Regions from separate parts of the Mus musculus genome. Here region 1 is linked to region 2. A link is a contact called in public HiChIP or PLAC-seq data. All regions are on one chromosome and are shown on one strand. Each heading gives the region's core, a stretch centred on a gene start, on an enhancer-like site or on the middle of the called end of the contact. The rest is flanking DNA. Distances are from core to core; before and after follow the strand shown. Region 1 holds the start of Churc1 (churchill domain containing 1). Region 2 overlaps Sptb (spectrin beta, erythrocytic).

Evidence for each region. HiChIP or PLAC-seq counts read pairs in DNA pulled down with a chosen protein or histone mark.
Region 1: an H3K4me3 HiChIP or PLAC-seq map of bone marrow-derived macrophages shows a contact between it and region 2, with 2.5 times the contacts expected there. The contact joins the promoter of Churc1 here to the enhancer-like site in region 2. A contact is called at or near these places in 1 of 39 promoter capture datasets (embryonic stem cells), 1 of 484 Hi-C or Micro-C datasets (nephron progenitors), 13 of 115 datasets of contacts at active chromatin or transcription factors (bone marrow-derived macrophages, embryonic limb bud, embryonic stem cells and 3 more) and 3 of 9 other capture datasets (adipose tissue, liver and pancreatic islet).

Annotation. Positions count from the first base shown.
Region 1 is chr12:76,764,183-76,766,882 of GRCm38.p6, reverse strand. It overlaps Churc1 (churchill domain containing 1), which reads right to left and starts at 1,345. Exons shown (of 4, transcript NM_206534.2): 1 at 1,245-1,345. The coding sequence starts at 1,283.
Region 2 is chr12:76,614,104-76,616,803 of GRCm38.p6, reverse strand. The region is part of intron 15 of Sptb (spectrin beta, erythrocytic); the gene reads left to right. Among named protein-coding and RNA genes, the nearest start is that of AI463170, 68 kb to the right of the region's middle. Within about 2 kb of position 1,408, at least 57 of the 459 cell types and tissues checked have an H3K27ac peak or open chromatin away from gene starts, as enhancers often do. A contact at or near this core is called in adipose tissue and bone marrow-derived macrophages, where this site is marked.

The sequences.
Region 1 (2,700 bases), core at 96-2,595, 150 kb before region 2:
TAGCTGTCCTCAAACTAGCTCTATAGACCAGGCTGGCCTTGAACTTGGAGATCTGCTTGCCTCTGTCTCCCCAGTGCTGGGATTAGAGGTGTGTGCCCATCACTCACAAACTATTAAGAGAAAGAACTATGAGGATGTTTTCCCTCCCAGCCAACTCAAGGGTCCTTCATCTTGCTATTGTCCTGCAGATCCTTCCTCCTCTAAATCATCGTCCAAACCCACCTTATGTGGAAGGAGAACACCGCAGCCCCATTCCTGCTCAATCTTCCTTTTCACTACGTTTAAACAGCAGCCTGTCAATCCTATGCCCCCAAATTGCAAGCCCAGAAGCAGCCCCAGAGCCTTGGCAGTCACTCCTTCACAGAGCAGCCAAGCACTCTCTACACACATCAACGTGCAGTAGTGATTCCCTGAAAGAACAGTAAGAGCCAAGCCTCAAAACCTCCTAAGCCCGAGAGGCGCAAAGGCTTAAAATAAGAGCAGGGGGTATAGTTCTGTTGGCAGAGTGCTTGCCTGGTAGGGACACATGCTGGGGTCAGGCCTCAGTGCTAAGAAGGGAAGGGGAAAGGGAAGGCGCAAGGAAAAGAGAACGGGACGAGGCGGAGAGGGAGATCACAATCTAGTCTCGGCTCTCATACTTGGGCAGGTGATAGGTCCTCTCTGGGGACCAGTTCTGCCATCTTCAAACGTGGGTTAGAACCAGAGGCTGGAAGTGTAGCTCAGTCGGTGGCAAGCTTGCCTCCGCACCAAGCTCTCACTTCCATCCCTAACATTTTCTAAATTGAGCCCAGTGGCGCGCGCTTGTAATGCCAGCGTTCAAGAGGTATGTGGAAGGAGGATCAAAGTCAAACAAAATCCTCCTCGGGTACATAGAGAGTTCGAAACCAGCCTGGGCTACACAAAACCTGTCTCAAAAAAGGTGGATTTTAAAATGACCTCATACGTTCATTCAGCGACAGAATGAGGTAAAAAGAATTCCATCAAGTCGAGCTGGAGGATGAAGCCGGGATCGCGTCAGGGCCTCAGAGGCTGCTGTCAATTTGGGTGGGTAGGTAATTTTGAGGGTTCCCCGTTGTCCCCAGCAACAGAACCGGAAGGACCGCTGACGTCAGCCACCAGAGGGAACCTGCGGCCGGTACTCAGGGTCACTGGGGTGACAGGACTGCAGAGTGGGCCCCTGGCCTGTCTAGGAATATCGGTCGAACACCGAGCCTGCGAGAGGCTCTTCGCGCCCACTTGCTCACCCGATTGGGGTACTCCTTCTCCACACAGTCCCCACACATCGTCACGCAGTTTTCGGAGAACGACCCCAGCGACACCCGGAAGGCGAAACCTCGCGAGAGTTGAGATATCGATTTTGTCGCACACGATCTAAGGACTCCACAGCTGGCTAAAAGTCTCCGCCCATAGCAACGGTTGTTAGGCGGTCTCCGGGTAAGGAGGGTGCACCGAGGACTGGACTCAAAAATCTTCAGGTATTGAAAAGATCTGAGGACTCAAAGAAGTGTCGAAAAGAGGAAGAGGCTTTGAGCCTGAAAGAACTTCTAATAGGCGCCTTCTTGAATTCTGATTAAAAAAGAATTACAGAAGTACAGCAAAAAGGGGAATTGTTTCTTCTTGCCTCCATTTTTACCAGACTCAAAAAACCTGAAATGACAGTTTAAATACCATTTTGTGCTATAATAACAGATAAGAGATCAGACTTCAGAGAAGGAGTAAGCTGGTGTTTGGGAAGAGAAGCTTAGAGCGCTGTCGAGAACCTACTAAATTATTTAAATTAGATTCTTATCATACGCCTTGTACAAAAATCAATTCAAAAATGGATCAAAACCCATTATCTAAAACAGGAAACACTGAAACTTCCAGAAGAAAACATAGGGGATAGTTGTCAAGATATTGGGTTGGAGGGGCTGGAGAGATGGCTTAGCCATTAGGAACACTGAATGCTCTTCCAGAGGACCCAATTTCACTTCCCAGAACTCACATGGCAGCTCACAACTGTCTGTAACTCCAAGATCTGACACCCTAACACAAACACACATGCAGGCAATGTGCATAAAATAAAAGTAAATTTTTTAAAAAAGACACTGCTTTGGACAAGAACTTTTTAATTAGCACAGGAACACTAACACTAACAGAAACTAACCCTTAGTATCAACGGACTACACGAAAAGTTTCTATTCAGCAAAGGACACAATTAGCAGAAAAAAACAGTCCTCAGCATGGGAAACATCTTTACCAGCCATATTTCAAACAAGAGGCAAATATCCAGAATTTATAAGAATTGCAGAAACTAAATACCAAGGAAACAAAACTGCCAGTCAATAAATGGGCAAATGAATTGAATAGACACTTTTCAAAATTAAAAAAAAAAACAAAACATGGCCAATAAGTGTTCATTGTCCTCAAACATCAGGGAAGTGCAAATTAAAATTATTTTTTAGATACCCTCTCACCCCTGTCGGAATGGCTCTCATCAATAAATCTGATGACAAATGCTGGGAAGGATGTGGAGAGAAAGGAACTGTTAGTCACTGTTGGTGGGAGTGCAAATTAAAATACAGACATTGTAGAATCAGTTTGGTGACTACTCAAAAAGTTAAAACTAGAATCACCATATGAACCTGTTATTCTATTCCTGGGCATTTACCCAGAACACATAGGAATATTTACACCCCTGTGTTTATTCCTGATTTATTT
Region 2 (2,700 bases), core at 159-2,658:
ACCAGCTGGGGGCCGCAGTTCAAATGCCCAAGCATATGCGGGACAGTTCTCACTCAGACCACCACATCCCACTCCATGACCCCAGAGACTCGTGCCTTATCCTAGTATGAAATGCATTCGGTCCCACTTCAAAAGCCCCCATCGCCCCTGAGTTTCAGTGCTGTTTTAAAGTTCACAGTCTCTTCTGAGACTCAAGGCAAACTCTTAAGCGTAACCCCTGACAAAACAAAAATCAAATTCTATAATTCCAACATGTAATGGCACAGAATATACATCTCTATCCCAAAAGGGCACAGTGAAGAAATGCTGGATCAAAGCGAAACCCAGCAGGGCGAACTCCAAATCCTATAGCTCGATGTCCAGTCTCAGAGAGCTTAGGGGCTTTAGGCGCCATCCCTCCAGCCCTGCTCTGCAGCGTGCTTCTCTCCCTTAGGCTGGTTCCACTTCCTGTGTGTAGCTCTTGGCATCTCCACCATCTTGGGGTTTCCACTGCAACCCAGGCTTCGTTTTCACAGCTTCATGTAATGACCTCTTAAGCTTGTCTTCTCAGGGCGGCCATGTAGGGCTTCCCCTGTCATAGGGGCCTGGTGTCAGCCGCTCTTTGATACAGTGGAGGGAGAATCCACGAATCTTTCCTTCTTGCCTTCTTTGTGTCTCTAAAGTCAGTGCCACATGATGGCACTGCCAAGTTAGGCTACCAGTTGGAATGGGCTGATGCCTGCTGTTTAAGCGTGCGTGCGTGCGTGCGTGCGTGCGTGCGTGCGTGTGTGTGTGTGTGTGTGGTTTTTTGACACAGATTTTCTTTGTGTGTAGCCCTGACTGTTGTGTAACACACTCTGTAGAAACCAGGCTGGCCTTGAACTCAGAGATCTGCCTGCCTCTGCCTTCTGAGTGCTGGGATTAAAGGCAAGCACAACCAGCGCCCAGTTTAGCAGTGGCTTTCTAGGAGCCAAAACAAGCAAACAAACAACACACACACACACACACACACACACACACATTTCTTTCAGCTCTCTTCACCAGTTGGGAATTCAGCTGGGTGGGGTCTTGCCCTGAGGCTGCCTTTTTCCTACTCCAGTGCAGCAAAGCCTCTCTTTATGGCGCCAGTCTCCTTAGCAACCCCTTCCAGCGCTGCCCTGTTTAGAACATTAAGCCTACTGGTGCTCCTTTCCCTCTAAACCATACATTTTGTATTTCTTTCTGCCCCACTTGCTCTCTTTCGTTGCAGACCTGCCTAGGACTATCAGTAATGCCTAGGCCACAGGCTGAGCAGACATCTAGTCTTGGCGTTTCCTTCATCGAAGAAATTAGGTCATTACTTTTAAATTTAGCCTCAGGGAAGTTCTTACGGCTTGGGCATTTGCCAAAATAATACAGGAACGGTCTGTAAGCCCGATGCGGTTGCTGCCCTTGCTTTCCTCTGAAACCTCTTGGGCTGGACCTCTGTAGTCCGGGTGGCTCTCAGCTCTGCTGTCTTCCAGGCTCCTACTAAAATGGCTTGTTAGACTCTAACAACATCCAACTGCTTTTCTAGTCCTAAATTCCAAAGTCTTTTCATGTTCCATCAAACAAAAAAACCCCAACATGGTTAGGTTCTTCAGAGCAGCAGCCAATCTCTGCTACCAACCTCTGTATCCGTTACTTTTCTACTGTGGTGACAGAACACCATGACCAAGGCAATTTAGAAAAGGAAGTGCTGATTTGGGTCTAGTGGGAAGCAGAAGGCACAGCAGCAGGAACGGGAAACTGGGAGCTCATATTCTAAACCCTGAGCACAAAGCAGAAAGAGTGAACGGGAAGTCTGTCCAAAGTGATGTACTTCCTCAAACAAGGCTCTGTCCGCCTCTGAGAGGTTCCATAACTCCTCCCAGACGGTGCCACCAACTGGGAACCAAGTGTTCAGATACCTGAGCTGGGGGTGGGGGGTGGGGGAGTATGTGTGTGTGTTGGGGGGGGGGTTCTCATTCAAGCCACCACACAAGCATTCAGTTTACAAGTGTGCTGTTTTCAACCGGTGAGCAATGGGTAAGCTTGGCCCGGAGGGAGGTGTCCCCAGTGGTCTGCCCTGGCTGACAGGCAACTCTTCTAAAGAGGTTTATTGGATGTTGCAGACTAACGGGAGACTCCAGCACGTTTGTCAGACCTCCGTATGTTTCCCAGTTTCATAGCAGCATTGTGCCTGAAGGTGGATGTCACTGTGTATTGCCGGGGGAAGTCCCTCCTGGAGTCTGCCCCTCTCTCCCCTTGCTTCCTTTCTCTTTTCACCAGACCTCTTTTGTTTTTGTTTTGCTTTCAGGCCCTAGGGCACTTTGAATGTGGCCCTGGGCATTTTCATACTTCTTCTAGAGAAGCTAGGGACTGTCCTGAAGCATTCTTGAAGTTAATAATGTGAGCTTTTTAGGTATTTCCAACATTTCTAAAACTCTGGGGAAACTGTATAAAGAATGTCTCTGACTTGTGGCAGGGTTAGAACCTGATGAACCCACTGTGAGTGGTTGGCATCATAAGCAGGAAACGCATTTGCAGAGGTGAGTGGATAACGGACAGAGCTCACTCTGTGAGTAAGAGGACCAGAATTCAGACCTCTAACACTCACATAAAAACCAGCCATGGCTACCTGCGATTGTATTCCCAGCATGGGGGTGGAGTGGGGTAGAGACAGGCAGCTGGCACTGCCAGCCAGCTGGCCTCACCAAAACC